Linked DNA regions of Hordeum vulgare: region 1 is linked to region 2. A link is a contact called in public Hi-C data. All regions are on one chromosome and are shown on one strand. The core of a region is the stretch at or near the end of the contact, and the rest is flanking DNA. Distances in the headings are between cores, read along the strand shown.

Region 1 (3,387 bases), core at 20-2,519, 150 kb before region 2:
CACTGAATAACCTGTGATATGTGTTCTGCAGCTGCAACCCGTGGCTTGACAACTTCACAGTTTGCAATGACCAGGGTATTGGGGACACTCCCATCTGTCTGAAAGCACCTCAGGATGAAAAAAAAATACTATGGTTAGATCTGAATAAGAAAATATAAATACTCATTATGTAACAAAACCTAACAATCAGTCGCATATGCTAAAAATCTGTTTGTGAAAGCATTCAAACTGAGGACTTTTGAAGGTCACCTGCTCTGATAGGTAGAGGCGCTGGCGATTCTTATAGGTAGCCTGCTCAAACTGAGGACCCCACCTGTTCCCAAACAAACCAACAGATCAGCAAATAAATTAGTTGCAGAACCACTATTGAAGGTCAGAACTGCTGCAAAATCAAACAAGCATGCTTCAAAACAGAATGCCACCAATCTGAGATATTATTAGCTTCGAAGTACCAGTTGGTGAGTAAGAATGCACCACAGAGCCGATGCTCATAAAGCAATATCATCAAATCGTGCTCACTATATAGATGGCAAGCAATCATATTTACAAGATAAAATGGTTGACACTGGCAGGAGCCGCCGCATCGAAACAGCTCATCAAGGCAAGCATTACATGAACACAAACACCAAACCCCCATCTGAAATACTCGCATGCCACCACAGAAAAAATTACAGAACCCAAAACCCTAGGACCTTAGGGCAATAACTCGACCCAAAGCTTCCGCTCTGCTCACCATACCAGCCAGGCAGTAGCCACGCCACAGATCTGGAGATACCGCATGCAGTGGCTGCACAGACACAGAGCAAAACCCTAGATACGTCCGTGACGACAAAACCCTAGCCCCATATGAATCTACGCGAGCACAACGCCTGGGCCCAAGTAACGGCGGGAATGGAGAGGGGAAGCAGCAGAGGAGGCCGCAGGGAACGAGGATTACCGGCAGGAGAGGGACGGCCAGACGAGGTTGTGGTTCGCGAACCAGTCGTAGAGGACGGGGATGAGCGACTTCCATTGCGCGTACCGCTCGTCCACCGCCGCCCTCGACCCGCCTCTCTCCTTCATCTCCGCTCCGCTGCTGGCCGCCGCCGACGACTGCTCCGCCCTCGCTCTCGCTCTGTGCAGGGGGAGTGCTCTCTGGGAGTCTGTTCCTGTCTGCCTCCCGCTCGGTGCGAAGTACCAAGGCGCAGAGGAGTATCTAGGCTGCGGCTGGAGTGAAAACGGTAACAGATGCGGTGTGCAAATGGGCTGAGCCATTTCGTGTTTGGTGTCGGAGAATATTATGGGCTTCACAAAGTTGGGCTGTTTGTCTAGCTCCCGATCTTCTGGCAGACATTTTTTTTTCACCCCTCAAAAAAGAAAGCGGACATTTTTTGAGACTCATCATAAAAAAACACTGATCCTCAGAGAAAAAACACCAGGTGAGTGCACGTGCATTGCAGCGGGAAACCGTCATGTATACATGGGTGACATATTCTCGTGATACTATCAAGAATCAACTACTCAACCAAAAATGCATTCAAGTAGTTCCTTCTTTTGTCTTTTTGCGGGGAGAAAAGGAGTTTATTTCATTATGATAGATAGAGTTGTAATCAAGAGGTAAGAGTTCCTCGCCATACACAACTGTGATACACTCAGCATGGCTATATCTTATCAAACAATCTGCTACTGAGTACTTTATTTTGATCACGATGTAGTTTTTGATACAATATCATACATGCATAATGCATGCATTTGTGTAAATAAAGATATACATATGGTATATTGTTTAGTGTTACCATAAAAAGACATTGAGATGTTTGTAAATATCCCTTCATATCTACTTTCTTACAATAAAAAGGCCTAATGCTTGCGAGAATGTGTGTACTAATTAGTCAAGAAGAACACATTATTGAACTCCTTCTACGTGTTTGAGGCAAAAATTGAAAACCATATAATTATCCAATCCGATGGACATGGAATATAACTTATTCCACCGCATGTGTGCATGAGAAAAATAGTAGTACAAAATAGCTTAGCAATATTAAAACAATGATTATAAAACTGTGCAAGATAATAATGATGAGAACCCAAAAGGGAGAAGGCCCAAGCTTTTATGTACCAAGTGCAATGAAAATCATATGCATCAAATATACACGACAATCTGATTGGTGGTTGGTATCAAGTTTTTCGGGTGCTCTTTATTGGAGATATGCCCTAGAGGCAATCATGTATGATGATATTTCTTATGTGTTTATGAATAAAGATAGTCCTTCGATATTATCAATGTTGTGTATTAACAAGTACGTGACTTGTTTGTGAGACTATGCATTGTATGATGAGTGTCCTAAATGGTCCCTAGTCGAAAGGGGTGTGTGGACGCGCAATCAATCAGACTAGCATATGACACGATGGATGGTCCGGCCTCACTAACCATGTAGCATTGGGTGCTAGCTAATTAGCATTGCGGTGCGATCATAATTCTGTTAATTGCCCAACTGTGATTTGTTTACCCTAGCATAGTTGTTTATCATCTTTTGGGAGAGAGACATCACTAGTGAACGTCATGTGACTCCGGTCCATATCACCTCCATTGTTTACACCTCCATCGTTTACCGTTTTCTTTACTTTTCCGTTGCAATCACTGTTACCTTCCCGCTTGTGTTTTGATCCTTTGCAAACTACAAGGCCGGAGATTGACAACCTCCCTATACTCGTTGGGAGCAAAGTTATTTGTTGTGTGTGCAGGTCCATGTCTTCTGCTAGCGCCAGGGTGGAAGACACCTACTTGTTGAGCCTAGGAGTCCTCCTGGTTCGATAAACCTTAGAGTCTCCGTGTAAGGGAAATGTGTTGCTGACTACATCTTCACCTTCCACTTGGGGTAACCAACGAGGGGCAAGAAGTATATACATCACCTCGTCATCAAGAAAATTTCTGGCGCCATTGCCGGGGACTCCAGTCTTCAAGATAGGGGAGTTGCACGCTATCTTTTACCTTTGCTTTTTAGTCTTGTTAGTTTGCTTTCTAGTTTTTGCTTTAGAGTCCTATACCAAAAACCACAAAAAATAGTTGCTTTGCTCTTGCTTGTTGCTGCTGCTATGGGTTCCACTGAGAACACCAAGTTGTGTGACTTCACTAGTCACAACAACAATGACTTTATCTGCACTCCTATTGCTGCTCCCGCCACTGAGGCCACGTCCTATGAGATTAAAGCTGCTTTGCTGAACCTAGTTATGAAAGATCAATTCTCCGGTGCTGGAGATGATGTTGCCTTGCACTTGAACAATTTTGTTGAGCTCTGTGATATGCAAAAATATAAAGAAGTAGATGGTGATATTGTTAAACTTAAGCTTTTTCCTTTCTCCTTGAGAGGAGGAGCTAAAGTGTGGCTTCAATCTTTGCCTAGGAAT
Region 2 (3,533 bases), core at 1,010-3,509:
GAACTCCAAGAGCTAGATCCAAGGGGTTCCCCTCACATAGAGAAGAAAGTGATTGGTGGAGATGTGGATCTAGATCTCCTCTCTCTTTTTCCTCAAAAACAAGCAAGAATCATTGGAGGGATTGAGAGTTAGCAAGCTCTAAGAATGTCAACAATGGAGGTAGAACAAGAGCTCAACAGATAGATCATGCCAAGGGGGAAGAAGACCCCCTTTATATAGTGGGGGAAGGAATCATACCGTTACCCCCACTTACAGCCCGAGCCTAGCGGTACTATCGCTGGCTGCAACGGTACTACCGCTGGCACTCCAGCGGTACTACCGCTAGGCCCCTGGTAGTGCAAAGGCACTACCACCGCCAAAAAAGTCTTCGCAAAAAGGTCCGACGCAGTACAACCGCAAAGATGACGGGACTAAAAATTTGGAGCGGTACTCCCGCTGGCGAAGGGCGGTACTACCGCTGGACAGCGGTACAACCGCCAGCTCTAGCCGTACTACCGCTAGGTCCAGCGGTACTACCGTTCGTCACTGAAACAGCCATAACTTTCGCATACGAGCTCCGAATCGAGCAAACCAAGCTTGTTGGATTGAGGACGACAAGAGCTATCCAAACAGCGTCTGGAAATCTTAAGACCATGCAGATATGAAAATGCCAATGATATAGAGATGTGAGTCATCTATGAATGAAGAACCGGCAAAAACTCCAACATCGAAAACATCATAGTAGATGCATATGGACTCCGTTTTCGATGAACTCGAGCTTGTCACGAAGATGACCATAAGCTCTAAAACTCACAAAGAGAAACACCAAACAAGAACCAAGAAGTATGATGCAAGGATGCAAATGGTTTGAGCTCTCAACGAACGATACGATCAAGCTACTCACTTGAGAGCCCCCTTGATAGTACAACAATCTATCCTAAACAGAAAACCTATCAAGAGCAAACCTATACCTTGCACATCGTCCTCTTGAACTAGATGATGATGATCTTGGCTTCCTCAAGATGGACAACCTTTCTTGATTGCGTTGGCTTGATGAAGACTAGTTGATTGCTCCCCCATACTCACTATGGGTGAGCCACTCTTTAGCATATCTTCACAAGTCCATTGCCATCACAATGGACGGCAAGCTTCAAGCATGATATCTTCGTGCTGATCCACTTGAACTTGCACATCGCAATCTTGATGACGATCACAACTTGACGTCATACTTTATGGGTTGTATGAGATCTTCTCTTCGACGCAAGCCCATGGAAACACACCTAACCCCCACACAGAACTCTCACGAAGACCATGGGTTAGTACACAAACACGTAATGGACAATGCTTACCATACCATGGGATCACTTGATCCCTCTCGGTACATCTTGTACGCTTTGTGTGTTGATCATCTTGATTTACTCTTTGTCTGAGATCTTGATCAACCTTGTGTCTCTATGATCATTTTTTGGATAATACCTTGAATACCACCTTGGTCATCATATAAACTCCTTGAATCCAACAGATGGACTTCAAGAAGTGCCTATGGACAAATCCATTAAATATAACTTAAGGCAACCATTGGTCCATAGGAATTGTCATCAATTACCAAAACCACATATGGAGATATATGCTCTAACAATTTGCATTTAACAAGCCTATAATTTAAATTTTCAGCAACATTTTCTTTCTATTTTCAACACATGCAAATAAAAATATATGATCCTGAGTACATATCAAATATTTACGAAAAATAATCACGGAAATGAAAAAATAACCACGAAAAAAATTAATCACAAAAACGAGAAAAAATAACCACGAAAACTTTTGTTCGGGTGCGGGGGTGAACGCGGTGAGAATCGCTTGGTTATTTCTTTTTTTCTTTGCTTTCTCGGACGAATAACGAGTCGATTCCTCCAAATCGATGAAGCATCTGAAGGGAATATTCCCTAATGCGGATGACCCAATTCCGATTCCTAACACAACTAAACACGAGAACGGCTGCTAGGGATGAAACCAACCCGTCCGATTCCACCTCATCCTGAAACCAAACACACCCTAACTGACACAGTTTTATTTCTCGTTGATTCCCGGGTGATTGCGGAACCATGTCTGTATTGGTAGTAATTCGTACTGCTAGTATGCTAGTAGTCCTCACGCGTCAGTCAGTCTCACCGATGACGGGCTCGCCGGTGTCCCCAGAAAAAAAGGGGCAAAAGGAAGAGGAGAAGACCCACGCGTCCACCACCACCCTCCGTGCCCAAGACCGGACTCCGCCTAACTTCATGGCCACCAAACAACATCCCGCCCGCCCCGGCTGCTGCGCAAACCAAACCAAACCCGAGAAAAACACTCGCGCGATCGCCGGAAATGCCTTGCCGCCCCTAGCGCCAGTGCGCAACTTGCTCCTGCTCCCGCTCCTGACCCCTGTCGGGTCTCACGCTCCCCATTTGTTTACTCCCAGCCTCCGCACCGAATCTTCTACTCTCCCTCCTCGCGCACCGGCCCGCTCACCCGCCTCCGCGCTTGCCGACAGGCCTTCTGCCGCTGCTATGGCGAGTTCGCGGGCGGTTGCTACTTAACTGACGTCGGCGTCGGTCCGGGTCCTGCCGCCGGGCGTTGGCGCGGGGAGGCTCCGGGAGATGGGGCGGCTGCGCCAAGGAGGGGGCGGGTGGGGCGGTGTCTGCGCCGTCCTCGCCGTCGGCTCGCTGGTCTCCGCCGTCGTCGTCCTTGGAGGCGGAGGTATGTGGAACTGGAATCGCCGGCGTGCAAGTTTGGTGGTTTCGCGGTTTCCTCTCGTCGTTTTAGTCCGACACCAGGATCGTGCGTGTCTGAAGCTCTGAATGCTAGCTTACCTTACTCGTGAGAATTTCCCTGGGTTTAGCTGCCAAACCCCGAGCCTCAGTGTTTAAGTTCACGGCCAAATTGGTTGTGTGGATTCCGCGTGGTAATTCCTGCTGCCGTTGTCCGAGCCTCTGATTGCTGGAATCGGATGGCAAATTCATGGTTGGAGGGCCTTGTTTCTGATCTGATCTTACAGCTGTCCCGAATGTAAGGGCTGCAAGGTTGATGCAGAGCAATTTACGAGAGGCAAAGTGAGATTGTCACTTCTTCTAACTTCTAATCAGTAGTACCTAGATCAGTGTCGAGCAGACGAGCACTACCAGATATATAATGGATTAATGATCACCAACGTGCCTATTCTTTTTTTCGAATTGCACTTTACTAGCACTTTATTGTGATTCTGTATGGGCAACGCACTGGCCAGATATATGTATGTAATCCTGACCAAATAAATAGTAATTATTATACGCGTGCCTAATTATTTGACTAATTATATTTTCTGTTAGCTCATTTTTATCAACTACTGTATATACTACACACTTGTAAGATCTACTTAGATCTACTGCTTAAAAATTCATTTCACTTCCAGACGCAACCACGTTCCTTTTTGTTCTGTAATGACGATTGGAGTTATGGCTTTCTACTCTGCGGCAGTAAATAACTGAATGTTTTGTGTAATCTGTTTCCAAAGGTCATCAGCAATCTCATGCACC

What was found. Hi-C and Micro-C count contacts between places; a contact is called where the count stands out from the background.
Region 1: a contact with region 2 is called in a Hi-C map of leaf, with 5 times the contacts expected there. The contact joins the promoter of LOC123444247 here to the promoter of LOC123444246 in region 2. A contact is called at or near these places in 3 of 6 Hi-C or Micro-C datasets (leaf and seedling) and 1 of 1 datasets of contacts at active chromatin or transcription factors (embryo).

The regions. Positions count from the first base shown.
Region 1 is chr3H:458,247,405-458,250,791 of MorexV3_pseudomolecules_assembly, reverse strand. LOC123444247 (WD-40 repeat-containing protein MSI4-like) reads right to left here and starts at 1,269. Exons shown (of 15, transcript XM_045120912.1): 1 at 938-1,269; 2 at 250-313; 3 at 12-98. The coding sequence starts at 1,254.
Region 2 is chr3H:458,096,355-458,099,887 of MorexV3_pseudomolecules_assembly, reverse strand. LOC123444246 (vegetative cell wall protein gp1-like) reads left to right here and starts at 2,259. Exons shown (of 7, transcript XM_045120910.1): 1 at 2,259-2,718; 2 at 3,512-3,533. The coding sequence starts at 2,619.